Regions from separate parts of the Ovis aries genome. Here region 2 is linked to region 1. A link is a contact called in public Hi-C data. All regions are on one chromosome and are shown on one strand. Each heading gives the region's core, a stretch centred on a gene start, on an enhancer-like site or on the middle of the called end of the contact. The rest is flanking DNA. Distances are from core to core; before and after follow the strand shown. Region 1 overlaps EPS15L1 (epidermal growth factor receptor pathway substrate 15 like 1). Region 2 has its middle 47 kb from the start of AP1M1.

Region 1 (5,853 bases), core at 1,777-4,276:
CTGGAGCCAGATTCTCTCCTTCGTGCTCAGCCCAGAACATGGCTCCTGCTCTGCCCCTGGCTCCCTGGGGCCATAGTTCCAAACCAGAGATCAGTGCAGGCGGCCTGGCAAGGCCGGGAGGGTCTGTGAGGATGGAGGGCTAGTTTCTTAGCGCCAGGGTGAGGCTGTTAATCAGGCGCGCAGGTAGAGGAGGGAGGGGGCCCGCTAACACGAGGGTTGGAGTCCGGGTGTCTGAGTCAGGCGGGGACTGCCTCTGCACAGCTGCGCAGCCTCGGGCAGCCTGGAGCATTTCCCGGTGAAGGTGGGAGGCGAGTGTGTGTAGAGCAGGTGTTTGCAGGAAGCTGGCCTGCGTGACCTCGAGAGTGACCTTCAGGCCTGTTGCCTGGGGGTGTGGTGAAACGGTGCCTCTCCCCGGAGATGGGACCCAGTCTAATGGATCTCAAGGGGACGTTGTATTGTTAGGTGGTCCTTAGACCTGTGGGAATGAGCATGCAAGCTGTCACGGTGGTTTCGTGTCCGACCTGGCGACCCAGAGGAGGGTGTTGTTGAGCGGGTGCTGGGTTCCTGGCAGGGGAGGCAGGGTGTGCTGGCCGTGTGAGGTTTCCGACCCGGAGGCAGCCCCTTCAGGCACTTGGTCCTTTCAGGCTGCTATAAAAGCCGCCCCGGCCGGAAGGGGCTTAAGCAGCAGACGCATAGTCTCCTCATCATGGAGACTGGGGGTCCCGATGGAGGTGTAGACAGATCCAGTGTCCAGTATGGTGTGTCTCCTGACCCACAGACAGCGTCTTCTTGGGGTGTTGTCACATGCTGGAGGGGTGCAGAAGGTCTCTGGGCTCTCTTGTAAGGGCGCTAATCCCCTTCCTGGGAGCCCTGTCCTCATGACCCAATCACCTCCCAACGGGCCCACCTCCTAACACCATCACAGGGGGTAAGGGTTTCACTGTATGAACTTGGGAGGGGCACACAAGCCTTTGTCTCTCAGGAGAAGAGCCAGGCTGGTTGCTTCCGGGGGTGGGGAGCTGTCTGCAGCTAAGGTGGCAGACAAGGCCCCAGCAGGCACCCGGTGTGCGCAGCGGCCCACCACAGCCTCCTATGAGCAGTAGCCAGGCTCAGAGACCCTCACCCACTCCTTACGACCAGCCCTCTGGAGTCCCTGGCCCACTTTGTGTCACTCTGGACTCGACCGTGGCTCCCCCGCTGAGCTCTGCCTCCCTGTGCCCGTTGACAGCAATGTTTTGCCGTCGCATTTTCCCCTTGCAGGCTGTGTCCTCAGTCCTTCCTGGTCGTCCGTTGTGGGACACTCCACCCCCTTTCCTTATCCTGTTGGATTTCCCTCCACGGTGCTTAGGTTATGTGCGTTCGTGTGTTCACCTGTCCCCGGTGAGCTCCTGAAAGCCGGGCCCCTTTCCACGTGTCCTCGGCGCCTGGTCTCCCGAGAAGCAGGAGCTCACCATTCATGGGCAGGTGCACCAAGGACTTAGAGAGCGTGTTCATTTTCTCTTGCTGTTTATGGAATGGCTTAAAACAGCACAGATTCATTCGTGCGCAGCTCTGCAGCTCGGGAATCCAGGAGGGCTCAGCTGGGCCCCTGCTCAGGGCTTCACAGGGCCAAGTTCAGGGTGCTGTCCAAGTTCCTCAGAGCTGGAAGTCTGGGGCCTCCTTTCCTGCTGTATGTCGGTGGGGCTCATTCTGCTCTGAGGGGCGGCCCTGTGCCCCTCTCCTGTGACCCCTCCATCTTTAAAGTCAGCAGAAGCGCGTCCAGCCCTTCTCACCCTGGGCGTCACTCCAACACCCTCTACTTTCAAAGGCTCACGTGATCATGCTGGGGGCCAAGCCTTGTGGCATCCGCAGGTTCCACCCACACTTGGAGGGGAGAGGGTGACTAAAGGCAGATGGTCGTTGGGGAGAAGTGTGGGGGAGGCGGTCAGCTCGTTCCTCATGCCCTCTTTCTGTGCTTTCACGGACTGTTCACACACACAGAGAGAAATACTCACTGGAACAAGACATTCGAGAAAAGGAAGAGGCAATCAGACAGAAAACCAGTGAAGTACAGGTAAGCACGCGGCTGGCTTTGGTAGGATGGCCCTTGTGTCAGGTGTGGTTCAGGGGCTCCCGGCAGGGGTAGTGGGGCAGGGCAGGGGGGCAGTGTGGCACTCATTGGAAGCTCAGGCTTTTGGGGATTTACAGGTGATTTATTTTGAGTTTCCTGTAACTGTAGATAGTGGATTTTTTTTAAAGAAAAATGAGATATTCATGTAACGTAGCATCCGTTCTTCTGAAGTATATAATTCAGTCATTTTTAGCATATTCTTTATATTGCTTAACCATCACCTCTGTCTAGCGCCAGAACATTCCCATCTCCCCGAAAGGAGATCCCATCACCGTTAGCAGTGACTCCCCGTCTCCTCCTCTAGCCCTTGATAAGCTCTTTTCTGTCTCTATGGATTTGCCTGCTGTGGACATTTCGCAGAAAGGGAATCATACTACTTCCCATCCTTGATGTCTGCTTTCTCCCACTTAGCCCGAAGTTCTGAGGATCAGGCAGTGCTCTCTAACCTGTTCTCAGGATGGCCCTGCTTGAAGAGTCCCCTTGTGGAAGGTGGTGACGGCGGACACTGGCGGTCTGAGTTGTTTTTCAGTCGTTCAGTTGTGTCCGACTCTTTGCAACCCCATGGACTGCAGCACGCCCAGCCTCCCTGTCCCTCGCCGTCTTCTGGAGTCTGCCCAAGTTTATGTCCGTTGAATCGGTGATGCCATCCAATCATCTCATCCTCTGCCACCTTCTCCTTTTGCCTTCAGTCTTTCCAAGCATCAGGGTCATTTCCACTGAGTTGGCTGTTTGGGGTCTGAGTGCCAGGGCTCAAATCTGGCTCTTCTTAGCAGCTGTATGCTTTTGGGCTAGTTATATAACATCTCTAGACCTTATGCAACGTTGGTAATGAGTGTTCTGCTCCTCCAGGCAATGGGCTGGAGCCCGGGATCTGGCAGGCGCTCACCCGTCTGGGCAGAGTGAGGCTATGCTGGAAACAGTGGTCAGTGCCTGGGAGCTGCACACTTGAAGACACCTTGGTTCCCAAGATGTCTCAGGTCTGAATGAATAGAGACTGGCTCTGCCACCAGGGGGAGACGTGAGTTGTCTGTGTGCCCCCTCACCCTGAGAATGCGTACTGCTGGGCCTGTTGGTCTCCCTGCAGGGCGTTTGAGTGCTCTGCGCTCAGAGCTGGGGGAGAGGAGTGAGGCGGAGCAGTCAGCACTGTGGCCCCACCGTGGCTCTCCTGGGGGACTGCAGGTGCTTGGCTCAGCCTCCTGGCCTCAGTCTTCCCGCCTTCCTGCCGGCAGTGAGGAGCAGCGTCTGGTTGTGATGTGCGGGCACCCTCCCACCACCCTGCAGTGGGTGGCTCTTTCTGGGCCGCCTCCTAGGGCAGCGGCCTGAGCCGGGCCAGGGGCGGCAGCACCCGACTCAGTGAGGCTCAGGGGTCTGGCAGCACTCTATCGCCCTCCCCCTCCCCTGTCCCACGAGGGCTGGGGGATGTCGTGAGACACCCAGCGGACAGACGGCGCGCAGTGCCTGCTCACCAGGCAGGAGGTGTCCTCTGTCACGGCTTCCGTCTGCAGGTGGGGTAGGGTGGGTTCTCACTGATTCACACGCTGCAGTGTCCAGACACTTCTTTCCTGGCTTCTCACTCTGTACACGTTGGCGTCGGGGGTTGGGCCTTAGATGGTCCCCTGGCATGTTTTGGATCGGAAGGCAGGGAACAGCCTGCCTCTGTCGTCGTATTTTTTTGTTTTGCTTTTTTCCTCAAGTAAGCTGCATCATGTCTGAGGCCACGGGTGAAGGGACTGTTTTTCTGGGTGTTTGCTCATTCTGGTGTATTGCTGTCACCTCAGCCCTCCCGTATCACTCACCCTCCACCTTGTTTAGTGCAGGGACGCTGGTCTCATCCCCCATCTCCCCTTGGCCCTGGCCCAGCCAGCCACAGGAATGCCTGGCCGGTCCTCCTTCTCTTGTCTTTGTCACTCTGTACAGGGTTCTGTCCCTGGGGATCTGGGTGCTGTGATGTCCTTGAACTCCTGGGAAACCAGTCCCCAGGTCTCTGACGCCTGCTCCTGGGCGATTCTGAGAAAGCCGTGGGTCGGTCTGGTGTCTAGAGGTGCTTTGGTCTGCACAGCAGGCTGCATGAGGGCCCCCAGAACCTCGCTGCTGGGCTCTGACAGCATACTCCTGCAGCCTTTGAGATGTGGTGTGTGGTGGCCCTGTGCACCCCCATGACCCCTCGGAGCTGGAGCGGGGCCAGCGCCCGCCAGGCCAGCTCCTGCTGCATGGGAGCCTCACTTGTGCTCAGACCAGGACGGGGCTCTACTCTAACGAGATGGCAGCTCCCTAGGCAGTGACAAAACACTTTATTTATTCAGGCCATGCCGTGTGCAGCATGGGGGATGTACTTCCCTGGCCAGGGATTGAACCTGTGCCCCTGCATTGGAAGGCAGAGTCTTAACCACTGGACCACCAGGGTCCCCTCAGAACACTGTATGTATTAAAGCTCTTTTGTGAGAACCAGGTTTGGCTCCGGTTCCTGTCGCCTTTTCCCAGATGGGTTTGGCCAGGAGATTGTATGTCACGCCTGCCAGCATGGGCTCCAGGGTAGGGCCCAGCATTGACTAGGAGGCCTTGGTCCTCGGGCCAGTTTATGTTTGGTTTTAAGCAATGGGAGCTTCAGCTTCGGCCCCCGAAGGCCTCCCCTTCCCCCTCCCATCTGAGGGGGTCTCTCCATTTCCATGCCTGTCGTCCTAGTGAGATCCTGCGGCATCTTTGCCTGGTTTACTGTTCTGTTTTGTGTTTCTAACAACAGCTTTATTGAGATGTAACTCACATACCTTATAATTAATCCATTTAAAGTGTATAATTCAGTGGTTTTTAGAATGTGCACGAAGTTGCACAGGCGTCCCCACAGTCAATTACAGAACAGTCTCATCCCTCCAAGAAGCAGCTCCATACCCATCAGCAGTCCCCAGCCCTTCCCAGGCCTTGGCATCCTCCAGCGTACCTCCCGCCTCTGGCTCTGCCTCTTCTGGGCGTTTCCTATTCACCAGTAGCACCACTCATGTGCCGTGGGCCTTGTATGTCTGGCCTCTCTTCACTCAGTGTGGTTGCCAGGGTCGTTCCTGTTGTTGCCTGTATCAGTGCTTCGTTTCTTCTTCCTTTTAAAGATTTATTTATTTATCTTTTATTGGGTTTTTATTCTGTATTTCATTTATTTGTTTTTGCCTATGCTGGGTCTCCGTCGCTGCGTGTGGGCCTTCTTCAGTTGCGGTGAGCGGGAGCCGCCCTCTAGTTGGGGCGCACGGGCCTCTCCTTGCGGCGGCTTCTCCAGCTGCAGAGCGCGGGCTCTAGGCACGCGGGCTTCAGCAGCTGCAGCTCACAGGCTCCAGGGCACGGGCTCAGCAGTTGCGGCTCACAGGCTCCAGGGCGCGGGCTCAGCAGCTTCGGCTCACAGGCTCAGCGGCTGCGGTTCACAGGCTCCAGGGCACGGGCTTCAGCGGCTGCTGCGGCTCACAGGCTCCAGGGCACGGGCTCAGCCATTGCGGCTCACAGGCTCCAGGGCGCGGGCTCAGCGGCTGCGGCTCACAGGCTCCAGGGCGCGGGCTCAGCAGTTGCATGCACGGGCTTCGTTTCCCTGCTGCATGTGGGACCTTCCTGGACCAAAGACTGAACCCATGTCCCCTGCATTTACAGGCAGGTTCTTTGCCACTGAGCCACCAGGGAAGCCCCTTCATTTTTTTTTTTCAAATAGCTGAATATATGCTTCATTGTGTGGCTGCACCACACTGTATTCATCTGTCCACCAGTTCATC
Region 2 (5,853 bases), core at 1,833-4,332, 170 kb after region 1:
CCCCTGCTCATTAGGCAGTCAATTCGCCATAGGAAGATCTGCTTGTAGAGCTGGGCAAGGTGGTCCCACCCTGCTGTAATGAAATGCCTGCATGCTTTAGCTCTGCCTGCCTGCTGGACCTTGCGCTACACATGCCCCCCTCCAACAACCAGCTCCCAGTCCCCTCACAGAATCCTCCTAAGGGCCATTGTGAGCCCATTTTCCAGATGATGGGTTGAGGCTAAGATTCCCTTGGTCACCCAGACAGATGGCAAGCAGCCGAGTCCCGGTTGTTCTCAGGTCCAGCTGGCTCCAGCACTGTGTGCTTGGTATACCTCCCCAGCCCTCACTTTCGGATCTAGGGTCCCTCCCTCCCCCAGGCAGCGGTATGGTGGGGGCTGCAATGTGACCATATGCCTCCACACACACCCACTCACGTGGCTGGACTCCTGCTGCCCTGGGTCTTCTGGGAAGCCGTGCCAGGTGCAACCTGTTTCTCTTGGAAGGGAGCAGAGCCAGAAGTGGGATGGGAAATGCTCTCAGCACCTGATTGCAGGCGGGGTGGGGGATGGGCTCTGCGGGAACTGCTTGGGGGAGCAGCTGGGAACATTCTGAGCTTCGAGGGAGGAGGGCCAGGGCAGCCCCTGCTGGGTGAACACCAGGCACAACACTCCTGCTCTCCAACCTCAGTTTTCTGCCATGAAATGGGCTTTATGAGAGCTACTGCCTCTCAGAGCAAATCTGAAGGATTACTGTGGTTTAGTTGCTAGTTCGTGTCCGACTCTTTACAACCTCATGGACTATAGCCCGCCAGGCTCCTCTGTCCGTAGCATTTCCCAGCAAGAATTTTGGATCCTCTTCTCCAGGGGATCTTCTTGATCCTGAGATCAAACCCATGTGTCCTGCATTGGCAGGTGGATTCTTTACCACTGAGCCACCTGGGAAGCCCAGTGTGAGGGATGGATGAGACAACTAGGGGTTCAGGCAAGGGGGAGCCCTGCGTGGCAGGTGAAAGTTGGGACAGGGAGGACTGTTTGGATCCTAGATGGGACAAGCGAGAGACACTCTGGGCTTCAGATGGTAAAGAATCTGCCTGAGATGCAGGAGACCTGGGTTCAATCTCTGGGTCAGGGAGATCCCCTAGAGAAGGGAATGGCAACCCACTCCAGTATTCTTGCCTGGAGAATCCCACGGACAGAGGAACCTGGTGGGCTACAGTCCATGGGGTCGCAAAGAGCCGCACACCACTGAGCAATTAACACTTTCCCCGGGGGTCTTTGGTTAAAACTGCACTTCCACTGCAGGGGCCAGGGGTTCGATCTCTGGTCAGAGGAAGTTCCGCATGCCTCACGGTGCAGCCAAAAAGAAAAAAATAGCAAACAGTATGTTTTGGCAGTTCCTCAAAAAATGGAAAATAGCATTGCAACAGATGAATTGATAAACCCAATGTGGCATATATGTTTGATGAGCTATTATTCAGCCTTTAAAAGGAAGGAAATCCTGACACCTGCTGCAGGTGGAATGAACCGGGAGGCTGTTACACTGAGTGGAAGAAGCCGGTCGTGGAAGGACAGATACCGTGTGATCCCACTTATGTGAGAGCCCGAAGGTAGTCACGTTCGTAGAGACGGAAGTCAGATGGGAGTTGCCAGGGAAGGAGGGAAATGAGGGGGGTTAGCATTTAATGGGTACAGAGTTTCAGTTTTGCAAGACAAAACATTCTGGAGATGGACAGTGGCGGTGGTTGCACAACAGTGTGAATGTACTTAATGTCGTGACCTGTGCTCTTTAAAATGGCTAAGACGGCAGGACGGCCCTGGGGGTCCAGTGGCTGGCTGTGCTCCCCATGCAGGGGCCCGGGCTCGGGCCCTGGTCAGGGAACTCGATCTCACGCGCCGCAACCAGGAGCTCCCACGCTCCTAAACCAGACGATTCTGCATGCCACCACGAAAATCGGAGATGCCACATGCCGCAACGAAAACCTGGCAAGCCGAACAAATAAATGTGCATGGCGCGTGCGTGTGTGCGTGCTCTGGTCGCTCAGTAGTGTCCGACTGTGCGGCTTCACGGAACGTAACTCCTCTGTGCATGGAATTTTCCAGTCAAGAATACCAGAGTGGGTTGCGATGCCCTCCTTCAGAGGAATCTTCCCAACCCAGGAATCGAACCCTCATCTCTTGCATCTCCTGCGTTGGCAGGTGGATTCTTTACCACTAGTGCCACCTGGAAAATTTTTACAAATTGGCTAAGCTGGAGAATTGTACGTGTCTTATCACGATTTTAAGAAAGAAGGAAAGAGCCCAATGATCCCTCCTGTTGGGGCTGCTCTGGGCTCAGACTGCACTAGAGGAAGTTACCAGGTTTGTCTCTCTGAGTAGAAGACCCCCAAACCATCTGCCTGCCAAGCTCCAGCTCATCCTACAAAGCCCAGCTCAAACGCCCCTTCCTCCAGGCAGCCCTCTCAGATCTCCCAAGGAGATCCTGCTTTGCCATTGGGCCTCCCAGCTCTTCCCTTCTTCTGGCTCATCCCTGGCCTCTCTGAGATGGGGTGTGTGTGTTTGGCTAGTGGAGGGATGAGGCAGGACTGATGAGGAGTTGGGGAGGGAATCCTGCTTTGAGGATAGGAGACCACAGGGCACCAGCACGGGAGAGGCTCGGGAACCAAGACCATTTGTTCAGTGGACGTTGGCCGCCCCCACACACCTGCCCTGTGCCCTAAGGAGCTCCCACTGTGGGGGACAGAGCAGGACACAGCGTGTGGTCAGGACTGGGCTGGGGCTGAGCGGCAGGGGGGGCCCTTTGCCTCAGTGACTCCAGCACCTGGCCTGGCCCTGCCAGGGGGAGCTGGAGGCCCTGGCCGGGAGAGAGAGGGGCAGAAAGCGTTGTCCCTTAAGGGCTGGGTTGGAGAGGGTGAATGCGTGCCCGTGTCCTGCAGGTGTGAGCTGAGTGTGTGTCCTGTGTGTCTGTGTGCAGGTGTGTCTGTGTCTGCCGTGTGTATAACTGCTTTGCATGTGTCTCTGGGTGTGTGCGCATGTGTGTGTGTGTGTGCACATGCACACGTGCTTATGTGGCAATTTTGAGGAAGTGCCTCCCCCGCTCAGAGGTGCTTGCTGCCCAGAGACTGTGGGAAGCCTCTCCACGCCGTCATCACCCCCACACCCTCCGCATCCCACAGTCCCGTGTCGCCAGGCCCTCTTGGCTCTCGGGCCGCACTCCAAATCCGCCCTCTCCTCTCCATCACCCAGCACCTCTGGCCTCCCCACCTCCCTCCTGCCTGGGTTCACTGCTCTCCCATCAGCCACCAGGGGAAAACCTCAACCTCTCTGGGGCTCCCCATCCCCTTCTCCGGGGGCTCCTGGTCTTTGTCCTCCCTACCACGCCCAGCCTCGGCCTCTGCCCTGAGTTCCCTGGGGATGTCTCCCCACCCCCTGCCAGGCTGAGGCGTCCCTGCCCTCACACAGCCCCCCACATGCTGTGAGCATGGAGATAACTGTTGTCCCTGCCCCCTACCTCAAGCTCTCCAGAGTAGAGGTTTTTTGGTCTGGTACAGTTGCCTCTCTGCATCGAGAATGAGGTCTGGTACACAGCAGGTGCTCAATAAATGCCCAAATGAATGAATGAGTGTGGGAGGAGGGGCAGGAGAGGTCAGAGGAGCCAGATCCAGTAGGTATGCACCTGAGGGCCTAGGCGAGGGACCGATGCCGAGAAGCTATCTGAACACCTAAGGGGGACCACGCGTGGTCTTAGAAGCATCACTTTGCTGTGGGTTGGACAAGAGGCAAGTGCCAGGTATGGGAGGCTGTGTCAGGAGCGTGGCTCGTCCGGTGGAGATGGTGGAGATGCAGGGGCTTAGGCTAGGTGGGGATGGGAGGTGAGGGGAGGAGCGGGAGAGCTGAGATTAGGGAGGTGAAAAGGGCAGGGCAGTCAGTGATACACGCTCCTCACGTTCCTGCTTGTGCCTTGAGTTGGCTGGGCAACTGCTCACTCAGGCCGAGGAGGCAAAGTAGAATGAGTCTGTGGCCACTTCCTGTGAGGAGGGAGGACCTGGAGACTTTGTTTCCAGATCAAGCTGAGATAGAGGATCCCCTGAGGGAATGGAGAAGAAACACAGGTAGACAAAACACAGAAGGAGATGGTGGCCTGGAAGCCAAGGACAGAGGCCCCCCAGCCTTCAAAAATGTGGGTGTGGTCTGCACTCCTGTACTTCCCAGAGGGGAGCTTGGCATAGAATCCAGCAGGCAGGGACTTCCCTGGTGGTCCAATGGCTGAGACTCAGGGCTCCCAGTGCAGGGAGTCTGGGTTTGATCCCTGGTCAGGGAACTCGATCCCACATGCCACAGCTAGAGATCGTGCATTCCGCAGTGAAGATCAAAGGTCCCGTGTGTCTCAGCTAAGGCCCGGAGCAGCCAGATAAGTAAGTATATTAAAAAAAAAAAATCTGGTGGGCACAGAGCCCCAGTGCAGTGGAGTTGGAACATGCATGAACCACAGCCCCACCTGCAGGCATGAAATGGAAAAGACTGGTCCCTAAGTGCTGGTGAAGACACGGAGCAGATGGGACTCTCACTCACTGCTGTGGGAGGTAAAATGGTCCAGCCACTTTGCAAGACGGTGTGGCAGTGTCCACGGAGCATAGGTCTCCCCCTCCTCTATAACCGAGACGTCACACCCTTGAGTATTTACCCACAAGAAATGAAGACGTGCAGCAGCCACAAGACCTGGGCACACGTGCTCGGAGCGGCTCAACACAAACCAAACGCCCAGTGACCGGGGTGAGCCAACGAACCGCAGAGTTGTTGATATCCCACAGTTGTGCTGTGGGATAGTATACCGCAAAGAAAAAGGATAGGGGGAGGTGGGTGAGTCTTGAATTCATGATGATGAGCAAAAGTGGACAGATCCCAAACAGGACACATGGTGTGAGTCTGTGCATCTGAGGTTCAAGAACAGGCAAAATGAACCAATGGTGTTGGCCAACAGGATAGTTCCTTCTGGGAGATACTGCTCAGGGGATGGAAGGCTGTTATGTGTTGATTTGAACATCCACAGAGTGAAAAATGCATCAGCCCGCACACCTCAGATCTGAGTATTTGGCACGAATTTCTGTGTATCTCTCAATCCAAAGGTAAATATATACAGCCATTAAAAACTCAGATGGTAAAGAACCTGCCTGCAATGCAGGAGACCCGGTTTCGATCCCTGGGTCAGGGAGATCCCCTGGAGGAGGAAACGGCAACCCACTCCAGTATTCTTGCCTGGAGAATTCCATGGACACAGGAGCCTGGCAGGCTGTAGTCCCTGGGGTCGCAAAGAGTCAGACATGACTAAGCACTCACAGGCAAAAACAATTTGAACAGCACCTGACATACACGAGATTTGCTGGGGTAAGGAGGCTGGGCAGTGACTACTGAAAAGAACCTGCTGGAAATTTCCAAGCATGGTATTCCCAGTTTGGCCAAGAGCCATGACCTTTTAGTCTTATAAAAAAAACCCAATTGAATGCCTCAAAAAAACATGGAATTACCTTATGATCCAGAAGTTCCAGTCCTAGGTACATAACCTAAAGAACTGAAGGCAAGGATGCAAATAGATATTTTCACACCCACGTTATTAAGAGCACAATTCCCCTTAGCCAAAACGTGGAAGCAACTCAAGTATCCGTCGACAGATGAGTAAGTCCACCCAGTGGAGTATTATTCTGCCACGGAAAGCAGTGGCACACACTTCAGTGTGGATGTGTCTTGGAAGCAGCATGCCGAGTAAAAGCAGCCAGACACAAAAGAGACCACCCGGAGCGTGATTCCGTCTAGGTGAAATGAAGAGAACGGGCGAAGCCACAGAGACGGGAAGCAGACCGGTGGCTGCCAGGGCCTG

What was found. Hi-C and Micro-C count contacts between places; a contact is called where the count stands out from the background.
Region 2: a Hi-C map of blood shows a contact between it and region 1, with 4 times the contacts expected there. The contact joins two enhancer-like sites. A contact is called at or near these places in 15 of 16 Hi-C or Micro-C datasets (blood, hypothalamus, liver and 7 more).

Annotation. Positions count from the first base shown.
Region 1 is chr5:6,385,600-6,391,452 of ARS-UI_Ramb_v3.0, forward strand. EPS15L1 (epidermal growth factor receptor pathway substrate 15 like 1) reads left to right here. Exons shown (of 24, transcript XM_060416230.1): 11 at 1,981-2,053. Among named protein-coding and RNA genes, the nearest start is that of EPS15L1, 54 kb to the left of the region's middle. Within about 2 kb of position 3,027, at least 6 of the 54 cell types and tissues checked have an H3K27ac peak or open chromatin away from gene starts, as enhancers often do.
Region 2 is chr5:6,553,094-6,558,946 of ARS-UI_Ramb_v3.0, forward strand. No RefSeq gene overlaps it. Among named protein-coding and RNA genes, the nearest start is that of AP1M1, 47 kb to the right of the region's middle. Within about 2 kb of position 3,083, at least 6 of the 54 cell types and tissues checked have an H3K27ac peak or open chromatin away from gene starts, as enhancers often do.